Regions from separate parts of the Triticum aestivum genome. Here region 2 is linked to region 1. Evidence: chromatin contacts called from public Hi-C data. All regions are on one chromosome and are shown on one strand. The core of a region is the stretch at or near the end of the contact, and the rest is flanking DNA. Distances in the headings are between cores, read along the strand shown.

What was found. A called contact is a pair of places that touch in the nucleus more often than the background predicts.
Region 2: a contact with region 1 is called in a Hi-C map of leaf, with 9 times the contacts expected there. The contact joins two enhancer-like sites. A contact is called at or near these places in 3 of 5 Hi-C or Micro-C datasets (leaf and an unstated tissue) and 1 of 1 datasets of contacts at active chromatin or transcription factors (leaf).

Annotation. Positions count from the first base shown.
Region 1 is chr3B:484,594,201-484,598,650 of IWGSC CS RefSeq v2.1, reverse strand. No RefSeq gene overlaps it. Among protein-coding and RNA genes, the nearest start is that of LOC123065568, 20 kb to the right of the region's middle. Within about 2 kb of position 2,495, at least 1 of the 8 cell types and tissues checked has an H3K27ac peak or open chromatin away from gene starts, as enhancers often do.
Region 2 is chr3B:485,192,481-485,196,930 of IWGSC CS RefSeq v2.1, reverse strand. No RefSeq gene overlaps it. Among protein-coding and RNA genes, the nearest start is that of LOC123070505, 9.0 kb to the left of the region's middle. Within about 2 kb of position 1,975, at least 5 of the 8 cell types and tissues checked have an H3K27ac peak or open chromatin away from gene starts, as enhancers often do.

The DNA of each region.
Region 1 (4,450 bases), core at 1,246-3,745:
GCATATTTTTTTCAGAATTTTTTGAAACATAAAGTTTGAATTTGAATTTTTCAAAACAAAGGCCTTCATGGAGCTCGGCCTCCGAAACGCCATTCTCTGCTCTTATGTTGCTTTATATACTGCTAGTGCTATAGTCGGTTTAGTTTATAACAGACGCCGCTGTTTGTTTGCAAATCTCTGCAAGCTGCAATGCATATGCAGGAGGAGGGCTGTTGTGGCAAAGTCAACCCTGCGCTTCTGCGAATGTTTATTGAGACAGAGAGACCGGCTGACCGTGGCTCGGATCTCGGCGTGTGTGAGGTCGTTTTCCTTGGTAGCAAAGCAGCATGGGTATTTCGCACGAAAGCCCTTGTCGTTTCCGAATTCTGAAACGGAATGCTTTTGTTTCCTGCGGATGTGAGGATGAGTCATGAGTGAGACCAACACACTGCCTCCTATGATTCTATTTTTATTTTTGCGAGAAGCTGCCTCCTATGATTTGCTAGGAAGACGAAGTAAAGAAATCGAGCATACGTTTGCTAAACCTACAGACTGCATGCCGTAGGATCCAAGTGTTCATCGCTTGTTAAGTAATCAGACTGTAAACGAATTTTAGTGTAAAATCTAGTGCTAGTGTGCTCGTCGTCTATAAGGCTAGAACCTTGCTAGCTAGATTCTGTGTGATGACAGCTTCACAAATGCTGTTTCAGGCAGGACAAAAATGTCTGCTAGTCAAAGTCAATAAGTCCGCCATATTATCTCTTGAGTATTCGCCTAGATTCTGTGCTCAGCTCCACGAATATTAGGGTCTGTTCTGTTTGAAGCTATAGGTCGCACAGACTTGTCTGCCTACCAAAGCGTGGAAAAGAGTTGGAAAATTAAAGTTGCACCAATCATACTCCATTGCAGACAACTGTACTTTTTGACTTGTTTCAAAAAAAAAACTTTTAGAGCGACATTATAAGGGATTTCTCGTGTAAATGTAAAGTAACCATTTGAAGGGGTTCGAAAGCGGGCTGGAAAAAAGCTGGATCAAGGAAGGCACTGGTGGGATCAACACTATGCCTCGTGAATCTCTACACCAGAACTGGAATTGGAGAGGTGCTTAAACTCGTACTGTCGGTTTCTCATTACTCTGCAGGAGAGTATGCGAGAGTATGTATCTTCAGCCCAACTGTTCACTGCATAATTTTTGGGAAGGCAAAACGGAAAATGCGATTAGTTGATAGATTGGGGTTAAATTAAACCACAAGAGTCGAGATCGCCGCCTAATATACATCTATACTCCTTGCATCAAGGTGGGAGTTGTGAAATCGACAAATCTGAGCCCGATTTTTCCTTCAACCCTTGCCGAATGAGGAAGCAATGCAGAGAGATATTTAATCGCCAAGTAGTGCTGCCCAAGTTGTTAATCCGCTGCGTGCCTCTTGGTGTTCACGCAAAGGTGTGTGACAAAACAGCAGGCCACATGTGCTCGGGCACACACTAGCTACTGCTACTCCACTTGGAAAACAAAAACGGAGCTAGACGGATAAACTTCAAAGCCACATGCATGGGCCTGCGACGCCATTGGCAGCTTTGGACACTAGTCAAACTTCACAGCCACAGGCCATCGATCGGTCGACAGCAGATGCGTGCGTGTGTACACTATGACCAGTATCCTACTACTACCAGAACGAAATTATTTAATTTTTAATTAAAAGGAACCAGCTTGCAGCGCATCAAAAGCACACTTGGTCAAGTGGTTAGGCTCCATCACGTACCGTGGGCGGATAGTTTAATCCACTGGTGCGTGTGACTACATGCATGGCTGCACTCTCGCCTCGTTGGGTTTGAAAGCTAGTAACTCCATGAGCGCTCTCTTTGACCCGAGAGCTACGGCCGGACATTTTGAAATTAATGAGGCGTGCTACGCATCCATCCGCGAATCTTTTTAAAAGATCGGCCGGGTTATGAGCCGTCAGATCTAGTGCAATGTTGCGGCCGCTTCCTTCACTTTTGCAACAGAAGTCGTGTTGCGAGAACCACTTAGAAGATGTCTTATTGCAGAATTTTGTTTTTCATCTTCATCTTTTTATAATATAGATGATGTTGCTGAAGGACTTTTACAACATGGGTGATGTTGCAGAATTTTTTTGCACTAAGAGAAGATGTTGCAGATTTTTTTTTATTTTTTTGCAATGAGAGATGATGTTGCTAAGGATTTTTGCAACATGAATGATGTTACAATTTTTTTGCAACGAGAGATGATGTCGCAGCAACACCACTTTCATTGTTGTTGCCATTTGCAACACCGTCATTTCAATGGCAACAGGGAGGCACTCGGTGATGGCCGGAGGCGACATGGAGGAGGTCGGTGCTGGATGGAGAAGAAGCGCAGTGGAGGAAGTGGCCGCCGGCCGGCGAGTGGCGGCGACGCCGCCCTCTCTGCACGAGCTCAGGCAAAGTGGGAACCATGGCCGTGACCTGCAAAGGGGCAGAGGGGGCTGCGAGGTTAAGCGGGAGAAGGAGGAAAAGGAGGAGGAAGAGAAAAAGAAGAGGAGGCGAGGCACGGGATCTCACCGGTGAGGCAGGAGCGTGAAACGGCGGTGCGAAGGACGGGATGGTGCTTGGGGTCTGGGCTACGAAAACGAATATGTGGCTGCTCAGGAACTGCAACTGACCTCTTGTTGTGGTCAAAGGTTTGCAACAAGGAGCGAGTTGCAAAAACTCTATGCATTGTCACATGGCGCACGCGACGCGAGGATAATGATGACTACGCTAGAGCGGTTTGTGGGCCCACCGGCACGTGGCACACACACAAGACGATCGATGTGATCGAAATATCCGTCGGCTGAGTCCAATCGTTTCCTTTTACAAATAGAGAAAGGTAACATACTACTCAGGGACGACCAATCATATTTGCCGCCCGTAAGTGGCAAATATTGGTGGCATCACTGAGAGAGCGTTCCTCCCTACGCCTCAGTTGGACTGACTTATGTTTGGTTGGTTGTTGCTTCTATTTCATTTTTTTCTGTTTCCCTTTTCCTTTATTTTTTCTCTACTTTTTTTGTCCTATATAAAAAATTCACCATGTATTACGAAAAGGCTTGTTGTATATTAACAAAATATTCAGCATAAATTAAAAACGTCACTAGCATTATAAAATTGTTCATCGTATACTAAGAAATTGTTCAATATTTTTTAAAGTTCAATGTGTATTTTGAAAATGGCTTGTATACTTAGAAATTGTTCAACATATTTTAGACAAAAGTTTGATCTGTATTTTTATAACGTTCAGCTAATACTACGAAATTGTTCAGCATTTTTTACATAAAATTCACCGCATATTACGAAAATGCTCATTGTATATTAACAAAATACTCATCATACATTAAAAAATGTTCACCAGCATTATAAAAATGTTCATCGTATAGTACTAAGAAATTGTTCAATATTTTTTAAAGTTCAATGTGTATTTTGAAAATGATGATTGTATACTAAGAAATTGTTCAACATATTTTAGACAAAAGTTCGATCTGCATTTTTATAACAACACTATGAAATTTTCCAGCATATTTTACTAAAAAATCAATGTGTACTTTGAAAATGCTCGCCGTATATTAACAAAATATTCAGCATACATTAAAAAATCTTTATCGGCATTATAAAAATGTCACTCGTATACTAAGAAATTATTCAATATTTTTGAAAGTTCAATGTGTACTTTGAAAATGGTCACTGTATACTAAGAAATTGTTCAACATATTTTAGACAAAAGTTGGATCTGTATTTTTATAACGTTCAGCTGATACTATGAAATTGTTCAGCGTATTTTACAAAAAATTCACCATGTATTACAAAAATGCTCATTGTATATTAACAAAAAATTCAGCATACATTAAAAACGTTCACCAGCATTATAAAAATGTTCAGTGTATACTAAGAAATTGTTCAATATTTTTTAATGTTCAATGTGTATTTCGAAAATGGTCATTGTATACTAAGAAATTGTTCAACATATTTTAGACAAAAGTTCGATCTGTATTTTTATAATGTTCAGCTTATACTATGATATTGTTCAGCGTATTTAAAAATTACCATGTACTACGAAAATGCTCGCTGTACATTAACAAAATATTCGGCATACATTAAAAATCATTCACCAGCATTATAAATTTTTTCATCGTATACTAAGAAATTGTTTAATATTTTTTAAAGTTCAATGTGTATTTTCAAAATGGTGATTGTATACTAAGAAATTGTTCAATATATTTTAGACAAAAGTTTGATCTGTATTTTTATAACGTTCAGCTTATACTATGAAATTGTTCAACGTATTTTATAAAAAATTCAATGTGTATTTTGAAAATGTTCAGATGTAGTACAAAACTCCACTGTATTAAAAAAAGTTCACTGCATAATAAAACGTGTTTAGTGTGTATTTTGGAAAATCTTCACCATATATTATGAAAATATTTATAGTACCAAG
Region 2 (4,450 bases), core at 726-3,225, 600 kb before region 1:
GGTTCGCCCCTGGCTCAGGTTAGCTAGCTGGTCGATCGCGTGGATGTGATGTGAAACCGAAGCTTGCAAGTATGAGCAAAATCCTGCCGCATGTGTTTATCGAGCATCCATTGCATGCGGTGCGGGCACCGGGCCGAGTGAAAGCTAGCCCCCCCCCCCCCCCCCCCCCCCCCCACACACACACACAGCTAGATTATTATAGTTAACTGAAGATTACAAAAAGATGTGCGTTAGGAAATATCGCGTGCCTTTTGTTTTTTGGTGAGGACGTGCAGTGCAGACGAGGAGTACATACGCCTTTTCCCGCCCGATCTACCCTCCACGGCCATCCACGGCGGCGTGATCATGGCATAATGTGTTGTTGCAGCAATACTACTATATTCACCATTTGCAACGTGTGTTGGCTCCATCTGCTGTTGAGCTGGAGGAACCCTTGTCGACGCGCCATGACAAAAGAAGAAGAAGAGAGACTCGGCCGGATCGTCTCGTCGTGCTTAATTAAGCGGCAGTGGTACAACGAGAGTCACGGAAAGACACGGCATATGCATGGCGCCATGTGAGATAAGGACGGGTACGTGGTGCCAGATTTTTATTACGGAGTACTTTTTGTTTAAGTATACTCCGCACTAGTAGTACTAGTAGAGTAACTAGTAGTACTCCTACTATACAATATAAGAGTAGAGTAAACTTTTTTCGCATGGTAGTAGTACTATATACAGTAATAACGTTGAATATATAGGAGCCCGCACCAAATTACGCTATCCCCTCAAACTAATGCCATTGGACACTTTTCTGGCTTCTATACTGTAGAATGATATTTACTTCTACTGTTTTTTTAGTGTGCTGACGTATAAATGTATTGCTTAGTCTATTTCTATTTTATTAGATCGTTTTTTTAATTACATTGACTATGAGCGTGTAGAAGGAAAACTCGCGCTTCCATGGATGGACAGACAAAGGCCAACGCCCAACAGAAGGCAGCTTATCTCCTGATGATGTTGTCGGTTGCTTCACTGCCCGTCGGCACTCCCGCCAAGAGAAAGAGAAAGAATCCGTCAGCGCACAAGAAAATCGAGGTGCTCCATCAGCGGCGCCTAATTATCCCTTTCACTTCCGTCCAAATCATGCAGCTGCTCCACACCTCACACCTCCCAGCAGTTTCCGGACGAGGATCCCCTGCCGTGGCCAAGCCTACCTTTGAGTCACTGACACACGGGTCCCACAAAGCATGGGGCCCACCTGTCAGTGACTCAAAGGCAGGGTATGACAGGGATTGCAAAGTCAGAGGATCCACGTCCGCAGTTTCCGCCCCCCCCTCTCTCTCTCTCTCTCTTACAGACGTAAAATGACGTGTAAACACGTGCATAGGTGCTAAATGCAAATGTTTATCATGCGAGCTACTACCTGAGATAATGAGCTCAGCAGAGGACGCACCGATTATTTCCTTCTTACTATTACGAGAAAAAATGCCAGTGTGTGCTACTCGGGTAAATTTTAACAAGGGAGAGATGGAGCGAGCTACTTAGAAGTTAATGAAACCGCTAGCCACCTGCACAATTAGTTTACCACATAGGCCAGATAGATAGATAGGCTTTCACCCAGCCGAGACAAACAAGTGGCTTTGGAGGGGACAGCTAAGTTATCTTGTTTTCTCATCGGCCTGGCCCTTATCTGGAACACAACACAATTGGCAAAAAACTAACAGCCAAATCGCAGATAGAATCTCGCCTCCCATCCTAAAAGACAAGAGGCCCATGCGCGCGTCTCTGCATTATTCGAGTAGTGCATAGAAAAATACTTAAGATATAGAGAGATAAGCCCTAGAGACAGAGAGAGAAAGAAACAAGAGCAGGAGGCGGAAATGAATTGGAAGAAAGCAGCGGGCAATGTCAGCGGTGAGCACGAGACAGGCACAGCAGCTGCAAATTGTTTCAGGGGGGAATGCACTTGGCTGGCCTGGTCCACACTTCATGTGAAGGCCACGCCCCCTCCCTCATCCACCTGCCCACCTGCCTTCTTTTGAGCCCCATACTGGAGGCTGGCCCGGCCCCTCCGTCGCCAGCCTACATGCAAGTTGGCGGCCGCCATCCTTGACACTGTCCAAAAGAAATTTAAAAAATAATCCGGGACACTGTTTAGAAATAGTTTCCGTTGGTTCAGCATCGGGAGAGAATCGCATCAGCTGCAACCTGCAATGCCTCTGATGGGTCAGGAGGTCATCTTCAACGCGGACCCTCAAGCCTCCCATCCGTCCGGATCATAAGGGTTTGACGTGTTTTATCATTCAACAAAGTCTCACATCAGTCCGCGCACCGGTCTGAATATTTTTCTCTCGTACTTGATCCGGCATTAAAGCGCCGTCCGAGAGCATCGCCCACGCAGCGTACCGGGGCATGCACCGGCCTGGGATGTGTTCCCCTTTAAGAGCTTGTAAATTTCTCCTGTCAACGTGGGCTAGCCGTCGGTGTCATAGCCACCCCACATTGGCTTTGGCCATTAGACATATTGTAAGATGAGTTTCCTCTTTTGAGAAATCAACCATGTAAAGGTTGTCTTCAACATGCCAAGCAAACACAAATTTGAGATTGCTCCTCTTAAAGACGATCACATGGAATTGACCGAAATGCGGATCATAACCGGCAAAAGACTATCTCTTGTTGGGGCGTAGGAGTTGGACCGATTTTCTTCTTTTTGTTCTCTTCTTGTTCATTTTCTTCCAAGAAGAGGGGTCAAACACAATTCTCATTTTAGCCTTGAATGAAAGATACAAGACCATTCTCAAATTGGGCTTTCAACGGCCTATTTTCCTCTAGCATAGAGGTCAGTCAAGGATGGATTTAGCGACACACGAATCATCATGCAACTTAATAGGAGGGACATAAGTAAGAGCCTTAATGGTAGTAGCTTTCTTGATGTGATGGACCAGACCCATCTCTTAGCTTAGCATATTGATCGTTCAGTTTATTGCTATTGCTTTCTTGATGAGAAATACATATTCCTTCGACTATGAGATTATGCAACTCCCGGATATCGGAGGAATACCTTGTGTGCTATCAAACATCACAACGTAACTGTGTGATCATAAAGATGCTCTACAGGTATCTCCGAAGGTGTTTGTTGAGTTGCCATAGATCGAGATTAGGATTTGTCACTCCGAGTATCGGAGAGGTATCTCTGGGCCCTCTCGGTAATACACATCATAAGAAGCCTTGCAAGCAAAATGACTAAGGAGTTAGTTGCAAGATGATGTATTACGGAACGAGTAAAGAGACTTGCCGATAACAAGATTGAACTAGGTATGAAGATACCGACAATCGAATCTCGGGCAAGTAACATACGGATGGACAAAGGGAATTACGTATGTTGTCATAACGGTTCGACCGATAAAGATCTTCGTAGAATATGTAGGAACCAATATGGGCATCCAGGTTCCGTTATTGGTTATTGACCGAAGAGGTGTCTCGGTCATGTCTACATAGTTCTCAAACCCATAGGGTCCGCACGCTTAACGTTCGTTGACGATATAGTGTTACATGAGTTATATGATTTGGTGACTGAATGTTGTTCAGAGTCTCGGATGAGATCACGTACATGACGAGGAGTCTCAAAATGGTCGAGAGGTAAAGATTGATATATAGGATGATGGTATTCAGACACCGGAATAGTTTCGGAGCACAGCGGGTAGTCATCGGGTCACTTGAAGGGGTTCCGAATAGCCCCGGTAGGTGTATGGGCCTAATGGGCCAAGGGGGGAGGGGGATAGACCATCCCACAAGGGGACTGGTGCGCCCCTTCCTTGGCTGGCCGGCCCTAGGGGAAGGAAAGGGGAGGGGTGGCCCCTCCTGCCTTTCCCTCCTCATGTGAGAAAGGAAAAGGGGGGGGGGGCGCCGCCCTCCCCTGCCTTCCTCACGCACCTATACATGGCAGGGGGCGCGGCTTGGGGCAGGACCCCAATGGGATTCGGCCCCACTTGGGGCGCCTCCAGGCTGCCTCCTCCCTCCCCCCACCTATATATATGTGGGAGGAGGGCGCCTAGCACAACCACGACAATTGTTTAGCCGTGTGCGGCGCCCCCCTCCACCGTTTACACCCTCGATCATATTTTCTTAGTGCTTAGGCGAAGCCCTGCGGTGATAGCTTCACGATCACCATCACCACGCTGTCATGCTGCCGGAACTCATCCACTACCTCGCCGTCTTGCTGGATCAAGAAGGCGGAGGATTTCACCTAGCTGAACGTGTGCTGAACACGGAGGTGTCGTACGTTCGATACTCGATCAGTTGGATCGCAAAGAAAGTTTGACTACATCAACTGCGTCATCAAACGCTTCCTCTTACGGTCTATGAGGGTACATAGACACACTCTCCCTCTCTCATTGCTATGCATCTCCATGGATAGATCTTGCTTAGGCGTAGAAAAAAATTGTTTTCCATGCAACATTTCACAACAG